2 separate regions of the Triticum aestivum genome follow, and region 2 is linked to region 1. Evidence: chromatin contacts called from public Hi-C data. All regions are on one chromosome and are shown on one strand. The core of a region is the stretch at or near the end of the contact, and the rest is flanking DNA. Distances in the headings are between cores, read along the strand shown.

What was found. Hi-C and Micro-C count contacts between places; a contact is called where the count stands out from the background.
Region 2: a Hi-C map of leaf shows a contact between it and region 1, with 2.7 times the contacts expected there. The contact joins the promoter of LOC123072105 here to the promoter of LOC123072101 in region 1. A contact is called at or near these places in 2 of 5 Hi-C or Micro-C datasets (both in leaf).

What each region holds. Positions count from the first base shown.
Region 1 is chr3B:738,874,293-738,881,615 of IWGSC CS RefSeq v2.1, reverse strand. LOC123072101 (inactive leucine-rich repeat receptor-like protein kinase CORYNE) reads right to left here and starts at 3,588. Exons shown (of 2, transcript XM_044495660.1): 1 at 1,976-3,588; 2 at 1-412. The coding sequence starts at 2,949. The coding sequence ends at 103.
Region 2 is chr3B:739,426,642-739,433,430 of IWGSC CS RefSeq v2.1, reverse strand. It overlaps LOC123072105 (auxin response factor 4), which reads right to left and starts at 4,867. Exons shown (of 15, transcript XM_044495661.1): 1 at 4,613-4,867; 2 at 4,418-4,524; 3 at 4,187-4,282; 4 at 3,993-4,049; 5 at 3,732-3,893; 6 at 3,561-3,645; 7 at 3,233-3,323; 8 at 2,995-3,159; 9 at 2,771-2,890; 10 at 2,590-2,662; 11 at 2,343-2,511; 12 at 1,381-2,249; 13 at 888-1,078; 14 at 628-798; 1 more. The coding sequence starts at 4,655. The coding sequence ends at 636.

The DNA.
Region 1 (7,323 bases), core at 2,339-4,838:
CCAGGACACTGAATTCGGCGGTTGATGATCGTGCGCCACTCGGCGTCGTCTCGAGACTTGCGAGATGGAAGATCATGCGGGTGTTCTGAAGTTCGACGGCGGTTAGAAGCTGTGGAGCTGGGCGAGCATGGCTACGAGTTCATCGCTGGATGGCCGATCGGCTGGCAACTCCGAGAGGCACACGATGGCGATCCTGATGGCCATCACCATCTCCTCCTCATCGACCTCCTCCCCTACAATGCTGCTGTCCAGCGCTTCTTTCATGTCGCCGGAATGCTGCATGTGACGGAGCCATCGAGCCAGGCTGCCCCGTCCGCTTTCTCCCGAGAAAAATGGGTCCGAGGGGTCTTTCCCAGTGAGCAGAACGCCGAGGATCATGCCGAAAGCATAGACGTCGCACTTATCTGTGTACCTGCACCAGCAAATGTTTGAATCTAAATACTCAGAAACACCTAAGAGCTGAAAAACATATGGATGGCAGTACATGATGTTGAAGTTCTGAACCATCTAACAGAAGAAAAACACAAGCTCTATTAGGATTGACCACTAAAGTTTTTGTTTTTTTTGAAAAAGAGAGCGGCCTCTCCGATTTTCATATATCAGAAACCACAATGTCTGTTACAAGCTACCAGAAAGGAAACCTGACCAGGGAAACACGTTCAGAACGATGCACGCCCTGAGATCTAAAGCAGCCGAGCACAAGCCGCACAGCAGCCCAAAACGCCAAAGGCAACATAGCCCCTAAGCGGAACTATCGCCCAACCTACCAAGTGCAGTGGAATTGAAGTTTTATATTACAGACAGCTAAAGTTGTAAAATTGATGATCAACCATGACAAAATAAATAAATAAATCATGAGTTACTGATCTGGTTAAAGTAGCCTGCTTGAAAGTCCTTTTCTGCACGTTAAATTCCCATAAGTTTACTGATGATGTACTTATCTGAACGAGATTGGAATAAGAATATAGAACACCAATCCTCAAAGCATCTATTCTCTGATTTATATACAAGAGGCTAGAACGAAATATATCGATATTTTTAGTAGAACAGGGGGTGGGCCAACAGCTGTATGTGCTCATGCGGGAATATATGGAAAGCTTAACAATCAAAGGTAATTCAAAAAGGTTAGATGCAGGTTCCCTAACAAAGTAAAGATTCTCCAGTTACAAAAAGCGAAAGCTGGGTACCTTCGATTAAGCCCTGTGGTATTCTTTATTAATATGCTTTATGTCTTCTCTCTTGCTCATTTCACTGATTAAATTCAAATGGCACGGAAGTGAAGTCTACTTATCGTCAACACAGTCAGATAACTAGAAAACCAAATTCAGAAGAGTCTAATGAAAGGAAACAGACAACAGTGTTTGCTAGCCAATTATTACGCACTGTTAACTGGGGACACAAATCAAATGAAACTATGGATGCAAGCAATAATGCAATGGAATGTCAAACACTTGTTTTGGTAGTATATACTATTATATAATGTTGCAATGCTTATGGTTCAAATAAGAAAATGACATGATATTATCACTACACAATTTACACATGTTAGTTGCCAGATGTATAAGTATGTGTTACCAATAATATAATGATTTATAGCTTAAAATTTAAGCTATTCAGTGCCAATAGCAGACATCGCAGATTTCTAGCAATCTGAAATACATTGAGTTGTTTGCTTAGTACCTATAAAATTGAGTATGCAGCATGTGAACATGTACACACATGATATCTGTTTTTAGAAAATACAAAATTTAACAACAAACATCTCAATCCGGCATAAGTTTTATTTTAGAGCTACCTTCCTTGCAGTGATAATGATGCATATCCTAGGTTTAATTTCCCCTCATATCATTTATAATGAACAGACAAGCAAACCAAATTGTCAATTTGAGAAATAGTAATACTGCAATCTGCAAACTACTAAATTTAGCTGAATTGAGCACTGAAAACTGAAAAAAGACAACGCATGGATTTTTACCTGCTACTTTGGTAGCACTCTGGAGCGGTGTAGAGGCTGCCGGACGACTGCGGATCAGGCGAACCGGAATCGATCAGCCTCGCAACGCCGCAATCCGCCAGCACCGGTTCGAAGCCTTCCTCCAGCATCACATTGGACGGCTTGAGGTTGCAATGCAGTATCCTGGGGTTGCACTCGAAGTGCAGGTGGCGCAGTCCCTTGGCCACCCCGGCCGCAATCCTGTTCCTGGTGTCCCAGCTGAGGCTGACCTGCTGCGACCTCACCCTCTTCATCACGTCCTCGAGGCTGCCCCCCGGCACGAAGTCGTAGACGAGCGAGAGCCGGTCGGCGTCGCGGACGTAGGCCTTGAGGCTCATCACGTTGAGGTGCCGCACCCGGGCGAGCAGCTCCAGCTGCCGCTGCACCCTCCGCATGTCGGACTTGGAGTTGGAGCCGTTCGCCGGCCGTGAGGGCGAGGGCGAGGCCTCGGCGCGGCTGGCGGCGGCGAGGTCGAGCACCTTGACGGCGACGGTGAGGTCGCCGTCGAGGTCGAGCTTGTGGTACGTCCCGCGGGGCCCGCGCGCGAGCGGGCGCGCGGAGGGGAGTGCGCCCTGGAGGCTCTTGGGCGAGATTTGCGGCGTGAAGGAGACGGGGCCCCGGGCGACGGCCGGCGCGTTCCCGGCGTGTAGCACGGCGACGCGGATGGCGTAGAGGAAGGCGAGGGAGAGGAGGAAGCCGGCGAGCGAGCCGAGGAGCACGCCGAGCGCGATGCGGCGGAGGCGCGCGGCGCCGCCGGCCCGCGCGTGGGGGGCACTCGGCTGCGGCGGCGGGAGGGGCGCCGCCGGGGACTGGGTGGCGGGCAGGGGCTGGGAGTGCAGCGGCGGCTGGGAGGCGCAGAGCGGGAGGTCGGCGAGCAGGAGGACGAGGAGGAGGATGGCGGCGAGGGTTTTGGTAGGGTTCTTGGTCGCCGCCGCCGTCCCGGCTCCCGGCGCCATTGGATGGACCAAAGAACCGATTTGGCAGCGGAGTGGAGAGAAGAAATAGGATCAAAGATTGGTTTATCAAGATGCCATTTTCTGCATGGTTCTTGCTTATCAACACGGGGGAGATTTATTGCAGTCGGAAGGGGACAGTGAAACGGAAACGAGCAATGAAGAGGGGCCGGAGATTTTGCAGGGGAGGAGCTTCGCAGGGTGCCAAAATTATACCTGACGACGACGACGAAGAAGACGGAAACGGCGAAAACGTCGCCCTGCTCCTCCTCCACAGCAGCAGCAGAGCAGGCGTGCGTGCGAGAGCTCACCGTCACGCGGCCCGCACCTCCTACCAAGACGAGCAGGCGGGCGAGCTTCCTCGGGAGGAGCTTTAAGTCGAAACGGAACGGCGGGGCGAGAAGAGAAACAATCCCAGGCTCTCACGGCGCAGAGCAGGGGGGCAGCAAAGGCATTGGCGTGGGGGAATCAAAAGGGCGAGGGAGGCCTTTTGGTTTTGGGTTGCCGGCGCATCTCGCAGCACGTACGCACGCACGCAGCCACGGGACAGAGCATGAAGACCGGAACCAGACATTCTCCTCCCTCGTCCGTCCGTCCGTCCGCCTGGATTCCCTCCCCACCCCACCACGGTTGGGTTTACCACGGTCTCATTCCTCGGGGTGGCTCTAGCGGCAGCAGATAGCATAGGGACGGGAGACGAGGGGAGGGGGAGCCCGAGACGGAGCAGGGGCGCGTGGATAACCGCGCGCCATGCCCAGACCCTGTCCCCGAAAACCTATTCTAGCCCCTGTCCCTCCTCAAAGTCCCCCACACGCACGACGTAGCGCCACTGTTGCCGCGATCAATTCCCCTTTCCGCCCATATCTGGTAAATTTCATCCTGCGCCGGTAATGGTAAACCGAATTTTGACCGACTGCTTATTAACCTCTCGTTCCTGTGGAAATTTCTTAGCCGCTCCTCTCTGTCAGGGAGACGTGGTTATCCGCTGAATGGACTGTTGCTCGTTTCGTTTGCATCTGCAGAGGGGATGCAGAGAAAATTATGATTAGCGGACCTAGTAGTGGGGTAAAAAGCGGGTACGGAGGGTGGGGGAGGGGAGGTAATTATGCCCCAGGCCCGTACTTTGAGAGAGCATTTGGCTCCTTTTCCCGCCGCTTTCTTTTTGTTCGCTCCACCCTCTTTTCGGCCCTCGCGTTGCCCTGCTGGCTGCCATGTGGGGGCCACCTCGCCCACGTGCCGTGAGACGGGCCCGCCTCTCAGTCTCGTCCCGTGCTTTCTTTTAGAAAATCAATCTCGTCCCATGCGTGCGTGCTTTTTTATTTTTTGAGATTCATGCGTGTGTGCTTTTTTTTAGATAAGCGAGCTTTTTATTTCGAGTAGTAGCAAGAGTGGACAGTCACGCATGCCGTCCAAAATCTAATGCTTTTCTTTCGAACATTGAAGGGCGCCAAAGGAGCATATCTCCAGCTCAACAACAGTTTACAACACGAATAACAAAGCCTGGCAAATGAAATTAGGTAGCGACTGAACTAATTTCACGGCAACATCTGTTCGAATGTGCTGGGTTGACACAATTGAGAATGGGTTCAGTCAAAGATCGGTTCAGAACCTACTAATATGCACGATTTGTTGGGGTCTATCGAGATATTGTTCACCTGAGGTTGCACACCAGTAGAGACGAGAAGATAACCTACTAAGGGCGTGTTCTGAACCCCTCCCAACCCCACCGAATCCATAATTTCAGCTTTTGGAGCCAGCTTGTAACACCCTGGTAGCTAAGCTACAGTAACCACACACTAATGATGCCATGTCATCGCAATTATTTTTCTAAACCTCACTTTGATCCGAACCAAACTCAAATTCAATTTTAAAATAAAGTCAAATTATTATTTCTTCAAGCGGTGAAACAAAAATGTTCCCTGTGTTGCAAAACTTTAATAACTAATTGTCATGAATAAACCAATATTATTGGAATTATTAAAATACCCTTAACATGTTTAAAATTGGACCAACAACTTTTAATTGATCCTTTTCAATTTAAATAAATATTTGCACATTTCAAAATAAGTTCTAACTTGCTGTGCTAGCTCATAGCATTGCAACGTATTTATGTGCAAGTACCTTATTGAACTAAAAATCCTTTACTTTTATAGAAATTGCAAAACAGGAAATAAATAAATGAATAAATAAAGTAAAATGACCTAATCTACTAGGCACATTGGCCCATCTAGCCAAATAGCCGGACCAGCCAACCTCCACCTTTCCTCCCACCTCTCTACAGGAGACAAGGGATCGTGGAGGGCATCCAACCGGCCATGGACGCGCCATGGCGCGTGCCGGCCATCTCCCGGTCCCCTTGGAGTATTAGGCTGAACCCCCCCCCCCCCCCCCTCCTCGAGCCCCTTGGCCAACCCCAGGACTCATCCCTTCTCCCTCGTGTCGCCCCTTCCTTGCAGTATCTGCAGCCGCAACCACCGCCGCCCCCTCTCGTCGATCCCGCGGCCACTACACTCCTTGAGCCTCGTGAGGATGTCCAGAGGCTGCGCAGGCATGGGTTCGAGCTACCTTGTGCGACAACGTCGCCATCTGGCCGTCTTCTTCAACCTCGGGATGCCGGCTTCCATCACCAATTCGCCATCCCCGGTGCTTCCCCGATCCCGGTGGCTTTGTGAGAATTGATTTTACCCCCCCCCCAGCTCGTACACATTTGATCTTAAGCCCCTTTGTTAGTTTGCCTTCCTCTGACCCCTCCCCCCCCCCCCCCCCCGCAGTTCTGTCTAGTTGTTGCTGGTACCCCCCTTTGGCATTGTTAACAACTTTGTTAGTATATAACTAACATATTGAAATAGGAATAGACAAAAGTACCCCTCTGTTTGAAAGTCACATCTCTGTACCTTGTCCGAATTTTGAAACCACAAAATATTTTGGCCAAATAAGAAATGACATGATTTTCTAAAGTTGTGTGCTATGTTTCACAAAAAAAATTGACATGATTTTGCTGTAATCAATAGCCTTCCACACAAACAAGCTGGAAATAATATAGGGTCACAATGATTCAATGATAGCATAGAGAATAAGTCAGCCATGTTCTACAAGACTTCATGACAGCAAAATAAGTGAGTATTTACCTCACATACAGGACTTCATGACAGCAAAATAAGTGAATCTTTACCTCACAGCAAAATAAATGTGAGACTCTACCTCACATACAGAGCAAATAAAAGTGAGTTTGCACCTCACATACACAACAATAAAAGTGAGTCTCCACCCACAGCCGAGTTCATCACAGCCACAAACAAGCTCATAGGTCGCTTAGTTTCTTCCTCTTAGGTGTCATTTTCTTATTCTTTCCTTTTGCTGGAGGTTTTGGTGGTGGGGTAGTAGCTTGGCTCCTTGTGACATGTCCAGGACTAGCTTGAGCTGCAGCTTAGCTTCTTATGACAGCTCCAGGACTGCTACAAGTGGCATCATTCTTGCTCTTGGTTGGTGTAGATGGAACGACATTGCTAACTGAAACATCAAACCATGGAGATGGATTCTTTTTCCCCCTACTTTTCCTACAAAAAGAAGCAATTAGAACTATTTTCATGTAAAAGAACCATGATATTATAGATAGAAAACAACAACAAGTACTACTATGTACCTTTTCTTTGTTCCATTTTGAGGACAGCCAGCTTCTCTATGTCCTACCTCCCCGCATTTTTTGCATTTATTCAAGGATCCTTTCCTTGATCCACCTTCCCACCAACTCTTTATCCTCTGTTTTCTTGTTCTTCCAGCACCTTTCTTCTTGCCTATTGGAATTGGTGGACGCAACACAAAGCCTGTGTCCACGTGTGGCCATTGATTCTTGTCCGTAAGGGGCTCAATTACACCTTCATATGCTGCCCTAAATCTGCTAATTGAGTAGTACTCATGTACATAGTCTTCCATGTTAACAAAGTTGCGAGCTTGCAAGACATTTATGAAGGCTAGTGCATGGTCGCAAGGCTTGCCCGTTTGCTGCCATTGCAGACATGTATACTCATGTGTGAGAGTTTTGACCACATGTCTTTCATCCTCTTTGTTAGCATTTTCACTTCCCCGCTCCAATCAGCTGATGCTTTAGCCTTGAGATGACCTAGTCCTCGAGTCTTTGCATTTAGTTGGTGTATGACAAATGGAAGTATTATCCCTGTAAATCTTTCTCCAATCATTCTTCTCTTTCTAAATAGTTTCATAATCATCTCTCTAATCTTATCAGCTAGCTGAACAATTGGCAAGTCCTTGATATCTCGCACCCAAGCGTTGAAGCACTCGGTGAGATTGTTATTTATGTAGTCACACTTGATGGTTGGGTTGAACATGCACCTCATCCATAATAGATTATCGTAATCC
Region 2 (6,789 bases), core at 3,618-6,117, 550 kb before region 1:
ATAATACAGGGTACTTGCTTACGTACTTACTAACGCTAGCTAGCAAGGTAGATAAATATTTACATCAGGGTGGTTGGGGGGGAAAGAGGAGGGAGGGCTAAGGATCAAGCATGCATTCAAGCAGGGGGCAGCGACAATAATAAATCTTGGCCCTAAATCTTACTGCCAAGAGCAAGCAAACCAGCGGATAAACAATCGCGCAGCGCAGCAAAGTCTCTTCTCTCTCTCTACATTACCTAGCAAGTAATAACTAAATCCAAAGGGTTGGGTTGGGTTGTCGTTGCTGCATCACAAGGGGGAGGGGGCGATCATCAAAAGACATCAGGAGTTACTTCATTGGCTGGCTGGCTGGCTGGGACCGAGCGAGGGCAGGACAAAGCTCCCCGTCCGATACCTCACCTCATGCCTCAAATCGGCTTAACGCAACCTGCAGGCACCAAGGCCAACAACGACCCAAAGGTTAGTCGCTTTCGGTGATGCGAATCATATCATAGCAAAAACAATAATATCCTGTGACCATGCTTGCACGATCAGGAATCCACCGAGGGAGTTAAGGTCAAGTAGAATTTGATGCACTTGAACGACATCAGCTTAAACCAATAGAAAGGATTCGGGAGGCACACATACCTAGTTGCCTAGTTATCTAAATGGCTTGACGTGGCGAGATGAGCCTTCTCGTTTGCGCCATCAGCATCTCCAGAACCTTCTTCCTTTCTTGGGGCAGATGATTTCGAGTTCATCTTCTGGACCTCCTCCTTGGTGTAGATAAAGATCTTGCGCACTATGTTGCAGAACTCCCTGCTCACAAAACAATGCAGTAAGTAACAGGAAGCGGATTTGTGTGACGTTCGTATCAAAGCAAGCACGAAGATAGATAGAGGGCTTACTCCCATGGATCATCTCCCACCAGCATCATGTCACCCTCAGGATCAGTATACACAATCTGCCAATCTTTGTTTGAAGACATCAGTTCACCATCAAACTCAAACATCCTGTCTAGCTCAGCTGTGAGTTCGTCATAGTCACCAAACTTTGACAGATCCACTGATCTACCAAGTGCAACACCTTGCTTGTGAACCTGCAAAACCATGGGGAGTATCATAAAAGTTAGTGGTCGGACCAAACAAATAACGCAAGAATACACGATTAAGCAGACAGGATAGTGCAATTGAATTCAGCTACCATGTATACAGTATTTAAGAATGTGTGAACACATAGTATCCTGCTATATCTTGCTCATAATAACATAAGTAACAAAGAGATTCACGCACAGAGGCAACAGATTTATGACAAAGTGCTCAAGGCTTGCTCAACTCAGGTTGTAAATAGCAAGTATATTGACCAGCATATGGCATGAACATAAAGAAAGCATGACAATACCTTTGTGCAACTCCTTGTGGAAGCACCATGGGACTTGCTTTGGACGTCTTTCGAACTGTGAGGAGCTTGCTGAATGCTTTTTTCATTCTCAGTAGTCCCAGCAGTGCTTACGGACAGCTCAGGAATACAATCAGCGTGTGTATGCTGCAGTTGAGTTAACGATGCGGATGCTTGAATTTGTAGCACAGGCTCGTGGATTGCAGCCATTGAGGAGCTCAAATGGTTAGAAGGGGTGCTGGTAGTATCAACTTTAAACCCAAAAATCTTGAAACCACTGCCTTCTCTTGCTTTCTCCAAGTCAACAGGAGCTATTGATGCGTGAGGCCGGATCACTCGGGGTTGTTCAACCGGGGAGAACTGCTGCTGCCTTAACCAATTTGATGGGTGCTCTTCAAATCTGAAACCTTGTGACTGATCTCTTGGATTACCGTACACGGTGCTTTGGCTATTCCAGAAATGAAACTCATTGGCCTCTGTCTGCATCTTTGTGTACGGGTCTGAGAAGTGACGAGCAGAACTGTGATCCTGGAACTGGTTCTTGAATGAGCCATGACGATTAGGAGCCTCATCAAAGGTCTGCATGAAGAAGCCCTGGGAATCACCAAAAGATTGAGCACCAGAACTAGCATCACATCTTCCCAGCTGCATCCAATTATCCATAGAGGGCCTCTGCTGAAACGCGGATGCATGGTTTTTTCCGATGTTGGGGGATGGAGACCACATCATAGGCTTCTGAACAGTAGCATCAGAGTCATTGCTGGCAGTCAGGTTGTTGGTCCTCAAGGTCATGTGCTCTTGACCTTGCAAGACCATGTTATTTTGATTTCTTTGTTGTGCTTGAGCAGAATCCATATCAATCTTAGTTGCACCTGCAAATGGCAGCAACATTTCAAGAGCATCACATTTGGAATTATATTTTTTTCATCAAGCTTCTAGTAAGACTAACGAGCTTATATGATTACCTTCTTTTGTGAGAACAGATGATTCAGGAGAAACTGGAGGAACATTTGGTCTAGGTCTTTTGACACGAGAAAGAGGAAGCGGGTTAACAGGAGGTGATGAAGCAGGCTCTATTTTCCAAGGAGAGACTCTATCTGGACGAGGAATAGTTGACGGCTCATCCCAACGCACCTATGTTTCAGAAGAAATCCTCCATGAACATGTCACCCTTCAAGTTGTACAAAATAACAATAGTGATCAAACAGTTACCTTAAGGGATCTCCAGTTTGATTCAGGCCACAATTGGTCAAGATTTTCACTGCCAACTATAGTACCAGTAAACCTACATGACAATGGAAACAACAGATTAGAAATGATCTACTCGGTGCTGTTGGGGGATCTTGCACACAAAACTATACTTGTAGGGAAAGCAAATACAACAGATAATCACCTCTGCTCTGGTGCCTCTTCGCCTTCAAACCTCATCCTGAATCTCATCCCAATTGAATAATTGTTTTTCACAGACTCCATATATTGATCATATGGTATAATGAACTCTGAAGGGCTCGTTCTAGAATCAACCAAAGATTGGACACAAGTGTAAGTACTCAGAATGAGCCGATGCGAACAAATATTACATATAGAAGAGTATGATTGCCGTAGACATGTTCATACCTAGGTTTGTAGTAGACAGTGAACATGCTTTTCGTGTTGATGGCGTGCCATGCAGTTGCAAGGACTCCAAGGTGCATGCTATGACTAGATATGACTGAAGAAGGCACGTTGGGCAGCTGTCTCATAGCCCTCCTAACACCAACACGAAGCTCACCACTCTCTCCTCTGCATGGAGCATAACACATTTAGCACCGGGTTAAGAAATGTTATGCTGGTGATCAAGGAAACAGCAACAGACCTGAGGAAAATGAAGGCATCCCCGGCTACAAGCCTTTTGGAACTGACAAACACACTCCAACCGCTCTGAAGGAGATGCCTCCTAGGTTGCCCTGTTGATTTGCACTCGGTTAACACAATTATCATCGATGCCATCAACATCATCAAGTACAAGATAAACCCTCACAATTTATAGACAGATTTGATGCGTAGATGTGTTGGGGCGTCACTGATTGCTAAGCTACAACCAAATGGTCTACTGAATTTATCAGCTTCAGATCACACACACTGGCATACATGGCGATGTAAAACTGGCACAGATCAGAGCAAGGCAAGGAACAAAAACTTACCACGGAAGATGTGGCGGAAGCGCCAGTCCATGCCATGCAGATCCTTTGCCACAAGCTCTTGTGTTGGAGGCGACTGGGTCATGTCCTGCCAAATAGATCAGGTCAGCAAATGCCACAAAACCGAAGGCAACAAGCCCCATACGCATGATCTGGTGTAGAATGGACACATACCAGGGGAGGGAGGCACTCGTCAGCGTGGCGGCGCAGCACGGAGAAACCGCCATGCGTGCTGGTGTCGGATGCCGTCAGAGTCTTGCAGAAGGACCGTACTGCCGGCCTCGGAGGCGTGGCGCCCGTCGTTGAGGTCGACTTGTCCACCGCCATCTCATTTTGCTGAGGAATTACAGGGAGAGGAGGGAAATTAGCACCTCAAGCGGAAGAGGACGAAAATCCCCAAAGTTTGAACCCAGCGAAATTCACGGTAGAGCTTACTTCGGGCTCCGGCATGAGCATGACCTGCGCGTAGACCTCGTCGGTGTCCGCCTCCGCCTGGCAAAATCCCTCAGACAAATCAGCTGACCGAATCGAATTTCCCGGCAAACGAACAAGTAGAAGACAATTTTCCTAAGGCGGGGCGGAATTGAGCAAGGGAAGCGGGCGAGAAAGGGGAGGGGTTAAGCAGGCACCTTGAGCTCGACGTTGATGACCCGGCAGAGCAGCTTGGAGGGCAGATCGTAGAGGCGCATCTGGTTGCCGGCGACCTGGTTCATGGAGGCCTCCACCTGGAAAACGAAAAACACCGCGAGAGACAAGCAAATTCAGCGCGCGAACCGAAGCAGAAGAGCCTCCCCGCGCCAAACCGCGAGGCGGGGGTAGAATTAAGCGAGGAGGAAGGGAGGGGGGCGGGCTTGACCGACCTGCTCGATGTGGCCCTGCGGGAAGTAGAAGACGAGGTCCCCGACGCGCGGGACGGTGACGAGCGGGCCGGCGCAGGCGTGCCAGAGCTCGTCGTAGAGCGGATCCCCTGCTCAGAAAACCAGCGCCGGTAAACGTCAGTAACCAACGAGGTGGAGGATTGCGGCCCTGCTGGCCAGATCCGGAAGCCTGCGTACCTGCGGAGGGGGCCTGCGGCGGCGCCATGGCGGCGGGCGGCATCTGCTGCTGCTGCTGGCCGGCGGCGTGGCGGGAGGAACCCTAGCCGCTGCGCGAGGCGAGGGGGCGAGGGTGGGGTGGGAGATGGAGGAAAGGGGAAGCGAGAGGAGAGAGGAGTAGTAGTAGCGGAGCGGCAGTAGAAAGAGGAGAGGGGAAGGAAATGTTTTGTGGGGAGGACGGGAGAGGGGATATGGGGTAGGCGGATTTGGTGGTGGTCTCTTTGTAGGGGGTAGAGAGAGAAACACACTCACCCACGCGCAAAGCGGAGGAGAGAGAGAGACAGACAGACGGGCGCCCGAGCCGGGTCGACGGGCCGGGAGCCGACCCGTCAAGCCGAGCCGACTGTGGTGGTGGTGGTGCTGGCGGTGCTGGACCGGTGGCGGTGACCGGACCGCGTGGACGGGGGGTCGGGTCGGGGTCCGGCGGGCTCGGTGGCGCGCGGTGGGGCCGCGGTCGTGGTCTGCGCTGCGCTGCGTTGCGTGTGCGGGGGCGGCCTGTCTGGTCTGGTCTGACCGGGGTGCAGCGAACGGGGTGGGTGGGCGCAGCACTGCCGCTGCCGCACCTACGGGACAGCTTTTTACGACCGAGCCCCATTCATTTCCCGCTGGGACGCGCCAGCCAGCCAGTCAGTGCCGCCCGCCCGGCCTCCACACGCGCGCCACGCCCTCACCTCCTCTCCTCTCCTCTCTCTGAAAACATTTATTTTTGGATCATGTCTCTTTTTTTCTAATAAATGAAATGAACGTGCTTCGGTTTCGTAGAGTGAAGCGAGTAAATTGTCGCCAGTTTCACTTGCTACCGTCAGGCGTTGCGATCCATTTAATTATATTAACCGCAAGTAAATCGAGAAGGATATAAATTAACAGCATATACAACTACTCCTAGTACTTGTGTTCTAAATTATTCCTCTCCTTATTTTTGTGGGCGTTGATTTGTCAGGAGTTGGGGGGTTTGTATTCGTGTGTGTACGCGGGTGGTAACAAGCTCGCTGTTGGAGCAAAAGGATGGGTATTTCCTGGTGGATTGATGTGGACGTGCGAGGCGCCTGCTTTGCTTCCTTTCGCCACTTGTTTGCGTCGCCCGGTTTTTCTGCACAGACTCGTCGATCGGGCGACAAGGCCTTTCTTTCTTGGGCTCGGGCGGTAACGCGATAAGCACACATGACGGCAGCACATGCTTTTCCGTTTCCTCTTTTGCGGGTGGTACACACTGCGGTGTTGCAAACGGCTCAACGAGATGGGGTTACTGACTGATTAATGCGGGGTACTCGACTCGACCCAAACGAAAATCAGTGTGGAGCGACGTGGATGTCTGGGTGTTATCCTTCTTTTCGAGAGAGGGGGGAATGGACGATGATGATGATCAATGAGGCCACCGCCCCTTCTTCTTTTGCAGACCGAATAACTATATTATGCTTTGCGGTGTTTATTTGTCTGTGGCCAATTTTCGTTGCCGTGCCTGAGAAATTAAGAGAATGATTTGGAATCTTGATGTACACTCTCCATCCCTGCCTGGATAAACGTATTTTTGAACGACGATGTCCTGCAATATGTGTCATTGCCTTCTAAAACAATTTACGTTTTCCAATTTTACCTGTGTGCTTCCGAATAATTTTACTTCCTGGCGTCGTATGCGAGGACACGCATTTACTATCGCAAGACGGTAGAGCCGTAGAGGTGTGATCCCCGCAGCCTACAATCTCTCATAGCCGTTGTCATCCACCAATACCCCCTCCGCCCAGTTGCTGAGACAAGTGGATGTAACGAGTACATACGAAAATATAACTACCCGAAGACACGTCCCCAAGCTTTGTGTGCTGAAGTTTTCAAATTTTGGGTGAGATCACGATGGATGAATGAATAAGAAGCGGCATGGCACTAAGCTTGGAAATGCCCAAGGTAAAAATCAAGGAAGACTCGAGCTTCTAAGCTTGGGGGATGCTGTAGGATCTAAAGTATGTATAGAGGGAAGGTGATTAGACTGCTTGACCAAATAAAACCTAACTCTTTCCCAATTTTAGCTGTGGGCGGATTTTAGCAATTCTAACAAGTCAAGCATCACCTTACACATGCAATTCTACGAGTATAGCAGCGGAAAGTAAAACATTGCACATGTAAGTAAAGGAGGGGTTTGGAGA